2 separate regions of the Mus musculus genome follow, and region 2 is linked to region 1. Evidence: chromatin contacts called from public Hi-C data. All regions are on one chromosome and are shown on one strand. Each heading gives the region's core, a stretch centred on a gene start, on an enhancer-like site or on the middle of the called end of the contact. The rest is flanking DNA. Distances are from core to core; before and after follow the strand shown. Region 1 overlaps BC039771 (cDNA sequence BC039771). Region 2 overlaps Rin2 (Ras and Rab interactor 2).

Region 1 (4,824 bases), core at 1,702-4,201:
CTCTCACAGTGCCAAGCCTCAGCTGCTTTGCATGACCCCTTCATGCCTTCAAAACCAGTACCACCTGGGTGACCCTTACATATTACCAAGTCCCGCTGCAGCAGGAGTACAACCTTGGCCATCTCTGGAACATAGCCTCTTTGTGCTTTCAGAAAACACTTCCCAGAAGATGTCATCTCAATGATGCTGGTCTCTTCTTAATCACCGCTAATTTCTTAGCTCCAGCTAACCAGCATCAATAGTCCCAGTAATGCAAAGTTTTTGCTTTAGTAGTTCTGGTATCTTGTTAATCACAGCTAATTCTTCAGCCCCAGCTAACCAGAACTACAGAATCTTCACAATCAAAACAGCAATGGCCCTGAAAAAAGTCTTTAATTTTCCCTCTGAAATTTCACAAACCAAACCTCCATCTTCTGCAGTGTTCTCAACATTATCTTCCAAGCTCCTACACAACATCCGACAGAGCTCTTAACAACGGATGGATCTTCAAGCCCAAAGTTCCAAAGTCCTTCCACAGTCCTCCCCAAAACATGGTCAGGTTGTCACAGGAATACCCCACTCTGCTGGTACCAATTTGTCTTAGTCAGGGTTTCTATTCCTGCACAAACATCATGACCAAGAAGCAAGTTGGGGAGGACGGGGTTTATTCGGCTTACACTTCCATACTGCTGTTCATCACCAAGGAAGTCAGGACTGGAACTCAAGCAGGTCAGGAAGCAGGAGCTGATGCAGAGGCCATGGAGGGATGTTCTTTACTGGCTTGCCTCTCCTGGCTTGCTCAGCCTGCTCTCTTATAGAACCCAAGACTACCAGCCCAGAGATGGTCCCACCCACAAGGGGCTTTTCCCCCTTGATCACTAATTGAGAAAATGCCTTACAGTTGGATCTCATGGAGGCATTTCCTCAACTGAAGGTCCTTTCTCTGTGATAACTCCAGCTGTGTCAAGTTGACACAAAACTAACCAGTACACCCCACCCCCCACAATGGTGTTAGTGCCCTCGGTTCCCTGAGTGCTTGCTCACATTCTCTACCACTTGAGGATGTAGGGAGAAGGAAGCCAGCAACAAGTCAGGAAGCCCACGGCAAGCCAGGAAGCAGCCCTCACCAGAACCCAACCACGTGGGCACGCTGATCTCAGCCCTCCCTGGCTTTCAGAACTAAATGTAGTATATTTCTGTTGCAAAAGCTATTATCTTGGTAGTATTTTGTTATGGCCATGCTACCTGACTAAAACACATTCTAGTCTTTATTCACCTAGAAATAAATCTTACTAGGTGTTAGGAACATGGATATGTATGAATGCTCAAATGTGTTCGTATGTGAGGTACATGTGCACACACATTTTTTACATAGAGAAATCACTGCGCAGACTGTCTACTGGTGTATTCATCAGATATATCTACCTTGTCTCTTTCATAAGTGTAAAATATTACTTCAAAGACAGATAGATATACCACAATACCTCAACTAACTAAAAAAAATTTGTTTTTAGTTTTTTTGTGTGTATTTTAAACCATGTCACAACCTCTTTTAAACTATGAGCATTAACAATTATTAAATCTTTATAGGTCTGACAGGTAACATAACACTTCACTACTACTGAAATTCACAGCAATCAGGATTTGAATGCCAATGTGTGCTTTTAGCTCTTGACTGAAGCTCAGACTCTACATCCAATCCATGAGAACTTGATCCTCAGCCTTGGCCCTCCACAGTACCTGACCCCAAACAAGCTACTGACCATGGAGTGATTTTAATTTTGAAAATATAAAGGTAATTTTCCAGTATCTTTCAGCTTCCATTTTGCCAGGCTTGGTGGTAAGGGCCTTTACAGACCGAGCCTTCTCTCTGTCTCTTGATCCAGCTTTGTATGCTTGTGACTCAGCTTAGGGTCAGTGACATCCACCCCTTTCCAGGAGGCACTGTTTGCTACCAGTGTTTCTATCCCTAAGTTTCCATGTTGGGAAGCTTACAGGAAACCTGAGGTAAAAATTCAGTCTTGGGCTGGAGAGATGGTTCAGCGGTTAAGAGCACTGACTCCTCTTCCAAAGGTCCTGAGTTCAAATCCCAGCAACCATCCGTAATGAGATCTGACGCCTTCTTCTGCTGTGTCTCAAGACAGCTACAGTGTACTTACATATAATAATAAATCAATCTTTGGGCCGAAGCGAGCAGAGGTCCTGAGTTCAATTTCCCGCAACCACATGATAGCTTACAACCATCTGCACAGCTACGGTGTACTCAGATACATAATACAAATAAATAAATCTTTTTTAAAAACTCAGTCTTAACACTACCTAAAGCTGAAAGCAAAACTGACCTTCTGACACGTGTCCAGCCTGTAACTACTTTACATGTTTGTCCCCATTCTTAAACTACTTTGTCTCATGAACCTGAAAGGTTTGTTTTACAATAAGTAAGAAAAGGGCCTCATGTAGAGGTGGGGTCCCATCTACCTTTGGGGCTGATAATCTCGAGCTTTCTATGGACAAGATGACACGGAGTGGAAACTACTGAAAATACCTGAGCGTAACTAAGGTACCACTTTCAGAATGACTTGGTACGTCTCGTCTAAGGAGGGACAGAAAAAAAAAAAAAAAAAAAAAAAAAAAAACTCTTGCCTCGAATTTCTCTGAAATTAGACTCAAGTAAGTTCAAATGTGTTTGGGGTATATGAATCCGTTCCAAGTTTTTCAAAGCTGCATCTATATGGTAAAATTCAAGTCACTCACAAACATGTACCATGAACCCGTGGGGATGGTGATGCTCAACTCTTATAACTGCACCTTGTGAGTAGAAGTGAGTCCACCAATGAGACAGCTTTGTCTTTTCTCAATATGAGATTTATCTGTACATTATAAATAAAGAGGAACCCATGCACTGCTACAAAGCAGACACATCCTCAAGACTGGGCCTTTTGTCACTTCCCCAAAGCAGGATGTGGCGGCCACCTTTATCCCACTCCCTCAGGGTAGCTATTCAGCTGGTGCTGGCCAATGGCACACAAGGTGGCTTGCTCAGTCATGACAAATCAGCTTCCCAGAGGGCTGTGGGGGCAATTTAGTGATCCTGAGGAAGTGAATGGTTCTGAATCATGGAGCCGAGGGTAGAAGAAAAAAAAACAAAACAAAAAACAAAAACGAACCATGATTCACATTATCCAAAAGAAAAGGTTAAGGAGCAGGGGTTTGGGGACTACAGATTGAAACCACATAAACACACTTCAGTATCAGCAAATACCACACCGAGAATGTCGGGGTGGCTTCCGCTTTTATGGCGTGTAAAGGAGCAGCAGAAAAGTGACTTTCCAAAACAAAGAAACGCAATGATGACAAAGTAAACCAGCATCGTCCCAGTGCAACTGCACAAAACAACTGAACTCTTGTCAGCAAACTCAGGAGTGGTGAGAAGCAAAGGGGAGCAATGTAATAGTTTTTGATACTCTTCAACATTCCTTTATATGCCTTCTTTGATTTCTTTTGCATACCACCAAACTTTGAAACTTTGACTTTTTGCTTTATATTCCTTTTATCTTTACATATAAAAGCTTCTGCTGTATTGTCTTTTCTCTAGCATAATTTAATTCTCAAAATGAATTACTTAATAGCTTTAGATAAGAGGATAAGATTAAATCCATTCAAATGAAATAAAAAAAAAAACCAAAACAAACAAATCTGATTATCTCACAAGCAATCTTCAAAGTTACTGGAATCCATCACTATGGAACCTTCTGGAAGCAAACACAAAGCCATGAAGCTCAGACTCGATGTATGAGCTTATTACAACCACGCAGAAACAAATGTTGAGCCTCTTTGTGAGTAGAAAAACAAGACATAGCCAAATTTCATAAAATTAATTCATAGTATTGAATTAATGTTTGGAGGGGATCTAGTTTATTTTGGCCCTATAGATGAGCATGTAGACTTTAAAAATCAGGGGCTGAATGACTTTAACAATGTGGGTGGGGAGGGGGAGCAGCCTTGGGTAGAATGTTACATGACTGCAGCAGTTGCTGTGAACAGTCACCATGAGTCAGGATCAGGAAGCATCGGGCTGGTGGAGGCACCGAGGAAGAGAAAAAAAGAGGGCAGAGGAGGTGTACAGCACGGTCACCTATCCACGTACCACTCACAAACCTAAATGCTCAAGAGAGTCGAGCCTGCAGCAGACAGCCTGGGTATAGATAGCGTCAGAGTGGCTGGCTTTGGGTGACTCTCTTCCCCACGTTTGTGAATCTCCTACGGCCAAGCTTCTCAAACCTCAGCAATCCCTGCTTTCACACCCCACTTGTGACTTTTCAAGTACACATTTACGTCTCACCTGCCATGAAACGGTTCAGAGCAAACACGAGAAACACTTGCTTTCTGTGTTCAGCATTTAAGGATACCGTGTTTTATTCTAAACTACACAGCACATTTTGTCACTTAGTAAGACCCAAAGATATTATCGATCATTTCACATGAAACATTTGGGATCATATTACCAACACATCTAGTTTTCTATAAGTTATCTATGTTTCCAAATGCCTCCCTCCTTAAAACATGTTAAAACTATACCCCAGACATAAAGACAGTATTTTCTGGTTGAACTTGTCAATATTTTTGGCTACAGAATTATGATATAACAGCTCATCGTGGGTGAATTTAAATCTGTTTTTTTTTTACACCAAAAGTATCATTTTTATCACAAAAGCAAAACAAAGCCATCGAAAATGTAGAAGAGAGAATTTTAAAGCCTCAGCCCTACTTGTTAATCTTCTGGAGTGTACCATTCCAGAATCTGCACTCACCAACTTCTGCCTCACTTACTTAATATTGTAGCTT
Region 2 (4,824 bases), core at 845-3,344, 73 kb before region 1:
CACTGAATAACCAAAGCAGTCTTGAACATGAAGAACGAAGTTGGAATCATCAGACAAACTGACTTCAGAATAGTCTACAAAGCTCTAGAAATCAAAACAGTATGGCACTGTTGATAAAAACAGTAACATAGGCCAGTTATATAAAGCCCACTCTATAGAAAATGTTGATTTTTGACTAGTATGCAAACAACAGACCTTGTGAGTGGCAAAAGGTGGTTTCTTTAAGGAATGATGCTGAGAAAACTGGATGTCTGTCTACATGCTCAAGGGTGAAACCAGACCTCTAGCTCTAACTGTATGTAAAAATGACCTAAAATTGATCAAAGACTTAAACATAAGAACCAAATCTATGAAGCTATTAGATGATAGCATAGGACACTTCTCCATCATATTGGTTGGGTCACACATATTTTTGTACAAAATCTCAAAGACAACAAAGGCAAATATATATATATATATATATATACATACACACACACACACACACACACACACAAATTCCCCAAAAGGGTTATACCAAACTAAAAGCCTCTGCCCAGCAAAAGAAATGAGAAGCATCTGAATTTTGAATATGGTAAAAGGTGTATAGACAGATAATATAAGAAACTCAAATAACTCAACAGCCCCCAGAACCATTATTTTAAAAATATAAGCAAGGGACCAAAATAGATATGCCCATAAACTACTGTATACAGATGGTCAATGGGCATCCGAGAACAAGGTTTACCATCATTAATCATCAGGGAAATAAGAATCAAAATGAGTTTGGCCATGAGAGAGAAAACAATCGTTTCCCCCCAAAACAAGGGCAGCTGTCCTGGCCCTAGAGAATGTACCCCTCTTATTGGCCTGGCCCTAGAGAATGTACCCCTCTTATTGGCCTCGGCATGGCTTAGTGTAGTCATCATGGAAAGCAACATGGAAGCTTCTAGAATCTCATCCCAGGTCCCTGAATCCCTGGCATGCTTCCTAAGTAGTTCATCGCTCTCAGACAGCAGACATTGAGGTTTTCATTTCAAAATAGAGACTGAGATTCAATGTCAGTCCTGTCACAGGCTCACCGCAACACACTCTGGTCGTGTTTCTTGTAAGTGAGTGGGCTCCTTAATTAGAGACTTAATTTTCCCATTCAGGGCAAGAGACTTGAGCAGCAGTCTTTAAAAATACACTGTCAACTGTGGAGGAACAGTGGAAGTGTTTGTGGCTCTCAGAAATGCTGGCGCTACACACGGGAAAATGGGTTAAGTATGGTGTGATGACCGAAGGCTATTATTAATCCTGAGTAAGGAAGGACACTCTGATGCAGGAGACAACATTGGATAGATCTTGAAGATATTTTGCTAGATGAAACTAGTTAGTCAGAGAAGGATACATGTCTCGAGCCCACTCACAGGAGGAACCTAAAGCTGTCATCTTCACAGCAGCAGAGAGAATGCCGGTAACAAAGAGGAGAGGAAACCGCTGACTATTTGGTGAGGATAGTTTCAGTTTTGCAAGATGAAAAGAGTTTGGGAGCTGAAGGGTGGTGACGGTTGCACAATAATTTAAATGTACTTAATGCCAAGGAAGTAGACGTTTAAAAATGGCTATAGTTACAAATTTTATGGGACACACACTTACCTACGATTCAAACAATAACAAAACCAGACACCACAGTAGTCTTTTGTTTGTGGGTTTTGTTTGTCTTGTTTGTGGGCTTGCTATTGCTACGGCATAGATGCTTGTTTGCTTGTTGACAAACCCATGCTGTAGAGACTCACTTTTTTTTTTTTTTTTTTTTTTTTTTTTTTTTGGTTTTTCGAGACAGGGTTTCTCTGTATAGTCCTGGCTGTCCTGGAACTCACTCTGTAGACCAGGCTGGCCTCGAACTCAGAAATCTGCCTGCCTCTGCCTCCTGAGTGCTGGGATTAAAGGTGTGTGCCACCACGCCCGGCTTGAGATTCACTTTTAAAGAAACAATCATAATAACACAGTTCCAGCTTCTGAATGGTGGGGACACCGAATGTCATCTGACATGAAGGCCTAGAGTAGTCCAAGTGTGAAGCGGCCCCTCCCCCACTGCACTGTCACTGGTTCTTTGCACAGGGGATGAGGTCATCTCTGTGTGGGACACGCTCAGATTCTGGGAACTAAATGCTTTCCCGTACCTGATGGTATCAACTAGCCAGGACAGTAAAGCATGGCCCTGCTGCTCAGTCGGTGGGGTGGTGAGGGATTACCATCGTCCTGAGAATGCCAGGATCTTTCTAATGTGGACCAGCCTTCTGCAATCGAGAAGCTGGACTGAGATATCCCAAGAGGGCCCATTTGATGTGACAGAGATGACCAAACTAGACAAGCTCAAACACCACCCCTCTCTCTTTGTGTTTATGGAGAAAAGTGGGGAGCCCCTGTCTTATCTGGCTCGTAGCGGTTTGCTCCAGCAGAGCACATTTTCTCTGACCAGATGCCTTTTGTCTGAATCTAGTTGACACATAGTTGAGGAAGACTCTTGAAGTTGAGATCGAGCCTTGGAATCTGTTTTTAATGCTCAGCTTGATCTAGCTATCGAAACACGTCGAGTGGTAAGTCGGAAATAGGAGCAAGCTGCTATAGGAATCCAGCTCCTGTGTATAATCTCACTATGCATAACTGCCAAGCCCAAGGTCCCCGGATGGATGGAAGAACACATAAATAAAATGTGGCATATGCACACAATGGAATAATAGCCTTAAAAACAAATCCTGACGTCCAGACGGCTAGGAATACAAGCAAAGGAAGACCTTGGAGTCCTTCAATGGGAGCTATGGTCTACTTCTCTTTTTTTTTTTTTTTTTTTTGAGACAGGGTTTGTCTCTGTAGCCCTGGCTGTCCTGGAACTCACTTTGAAGACCAGACTGGCCTCGAACTCAGAGATTCACCTGCCTCTGCCTCCCGAGTTCTGGGATTAAAGGCGTGCACTACCACGCCCGGCTCATGGTCTACTTCTCTTGTGTGGTCCCAAGGCCATGGCTTACTGCACATCCAGATACTGGGCTCATTCGTGAGATTTTTGTTTGTTTGTTTGTTTGTTTGTTTGTTTAGTTTTCAGTTGTATTGATTATTCTATTACCACTGTGATCAAAATGCTTGAAAGAAACACTTTGTAGAAGGAAGGATTAGTTGTGACTCACAGTTCTGGAGAGGTCAGACTGTTGGAAAGGCATGGTGGAGACAGCCATTCACATCAGGACAAACTAGGAAGCAGGAAGCAGGCATGGACTGGTGGAAGTGGAGGCCTGTGTTCAGTTATCCCTTGTCCTATTTTCAATCGACCTGTGCTTCCAGCCCACCCAGTCCATGGAGTGGTGCCACTCATTGCTAAGTTAGACCTTCCCACTAGAGTTCATGCTCTGGAAATGCCTTCATAGACAGGCGTGCTTCAGTCTCCTAATGATTCTAAATCCAGTCATGTTGACACTGAAGATTACCCAGCATGCTGGTGACATAGGAGATGGAACCCTGGGCCTTGCACATACTGGGAAGTGTGCTGACACTGAGCCATGCCCCCAGATCTTGGACTCACTCATGAGAATCAGCCATTCTTATAGTCACAGCATTATTTCTTGGCTTCACACATAAGCACCATTTAAAATCAGTACCAAGTATATGGACTTGGTGAAAATTCATTAGACTGAACACTGATGGGAGTCCTCCCTATGACGCATGGCATTTCAGGAGGAAATGAAACATGGAATTGTCAGGACAAATGCAGCAGAATCATTTGGAGACTAAAGACTTGTGACAATGGGAGATCCTGACTGGATCTAGGAAGGTGGGAAAAGAAGTTCCTTAAAGGACATAGCTGAGCCATCAACAAACCCAGGGAATGGGCTACAGAAGATTCTCAGGTCAACGTTTACGTTTTTTGGTTTTCATCGTGGACTGTGCTGAAATAACAAAATTTATAGCCAAATGTGATGGCATAAACCTGTGTTCCCAGAAATCTAGAAGCAGGGCATTTGACTTTGAGTCCAAGGCCAGCCTAGGTTCACAGCGACACCTTGCCTCAAAATACGAGAGAGAGAGAGAGAGAGAGAGAGAGAGAGAGAGAAGAGAGAGAGAGAGAGAGAGAGAGAGAGAGAGGAGAGATGAATAGATAGCTATCAATGTTCTCAGGATTTAGGGGTACATACTTAGGGGGTTCTTCCAGTATACTCTCAAGTGACCCAGAAAATATGCTACTTGTGACTATAACTCCTATAGAAAGAGGAAATCACACACACACACACACACACACTCATGCACACTGGCACCAATGCAGTCTTGTGGACTTAGGAAGAGAGACAGTGAGAGAGCAAGTGGGGACACGTGTAAGTGATTAGGGAGCTGGAACGAGGGTAATGAATGGCTTTACAGGAATCCTCCTGCTACGATGGCAACTTTTACGAAACTTAAAACTCTATCAGTAAAAACCACTCCCCTCTGAGGAAATGAAAACTTCTAACAGTGCACCCAGGAATGACACCAGGCTGCCGGCAATCCCTTCTTTGATTTCAAATGGCTCTCCAAAACTCACTTTGCACATTCCTGTTGGGAGAGCTCTTTTCTGGAAAGTTCTGTCAGTTCTGTTCCTTGCCCTCAAAATCTGTAATAATGTACCCTTGGCACAGCGGAAGTGTAGCCAGCTGCTCTGGGGGCCGCACCCATTCCTGCTCAGACTGGCAGTTCCTGGGCATGGGGACCAGTGCCAGTGGCCACAGGCAGGACTTCTTGTTCCAAGGAAAGGCTAACCTTTAGCTCCCTAATGAAATCTGGACCCATAGCTATGGTATGAAGTCTTCTCTGGCTCTCGTTCCTGTGCGA

The links. A called contact is a pair of places that touch in the nucleus more often than the background predicts.
Region 2: a contact with region 1 is called in a Hi-C map of bone marrow-derived macrophages, with 48 read pairs. The contact joins two enhancer-like sites. A contact is called at or near these places in 1 of 15 datasets of contacts at CTCF or cohesin (the NIH/3T3 cell line), 3 of 484 Hi-C or Micro-C datasets (the AML12 cell line, bone marrow-derived macrophages and dorsal root ganglion neurons) and 1 of 115 datasets of contacts at active chromatin or transcription factors (bone marrow-derived macrophages).

What each region holds. Positions count from the first base shown.
Region 1 is chr2:145,728,823-145,733,646 of GRCm38.p6, reverse strand. The region is part of intron 2 of BC039771 (cDNA sequence BC039771); the gene reads right to left. Among named protein-coding and RNA genes, the nearest start is that of Gm34513, 7.4 kb to the right of the region's middle. Within about 2 kb of position 2,951, at least 39 of the 459 cell types and tissues checked have an H3K27ac peak or open chromatin away from gene starts, as enhancers often do. A contact at or near this core is called in bone marrow-derived macrophages, where this site is marked.
Region 2 is chr2:145,801,376-145,806,199 of GRCm38.p6, reverse strand. The region is part of intron 2 of Rin2 (Ras and Rab interactor 2); the gene reads right to left. Among named protein-coding and RNA genes, the nearest start is that of Rin2, 18 kb to the right of the region's middle. Within about 2 kb of position 2,094, at least 15 of the 459 cell types and tissues checked have an H3K27ac peak or open chromatin away from gene starts, as enhancers often do. A contact at or near this core is called in bone marrow-derived macrophages, where this site is marked.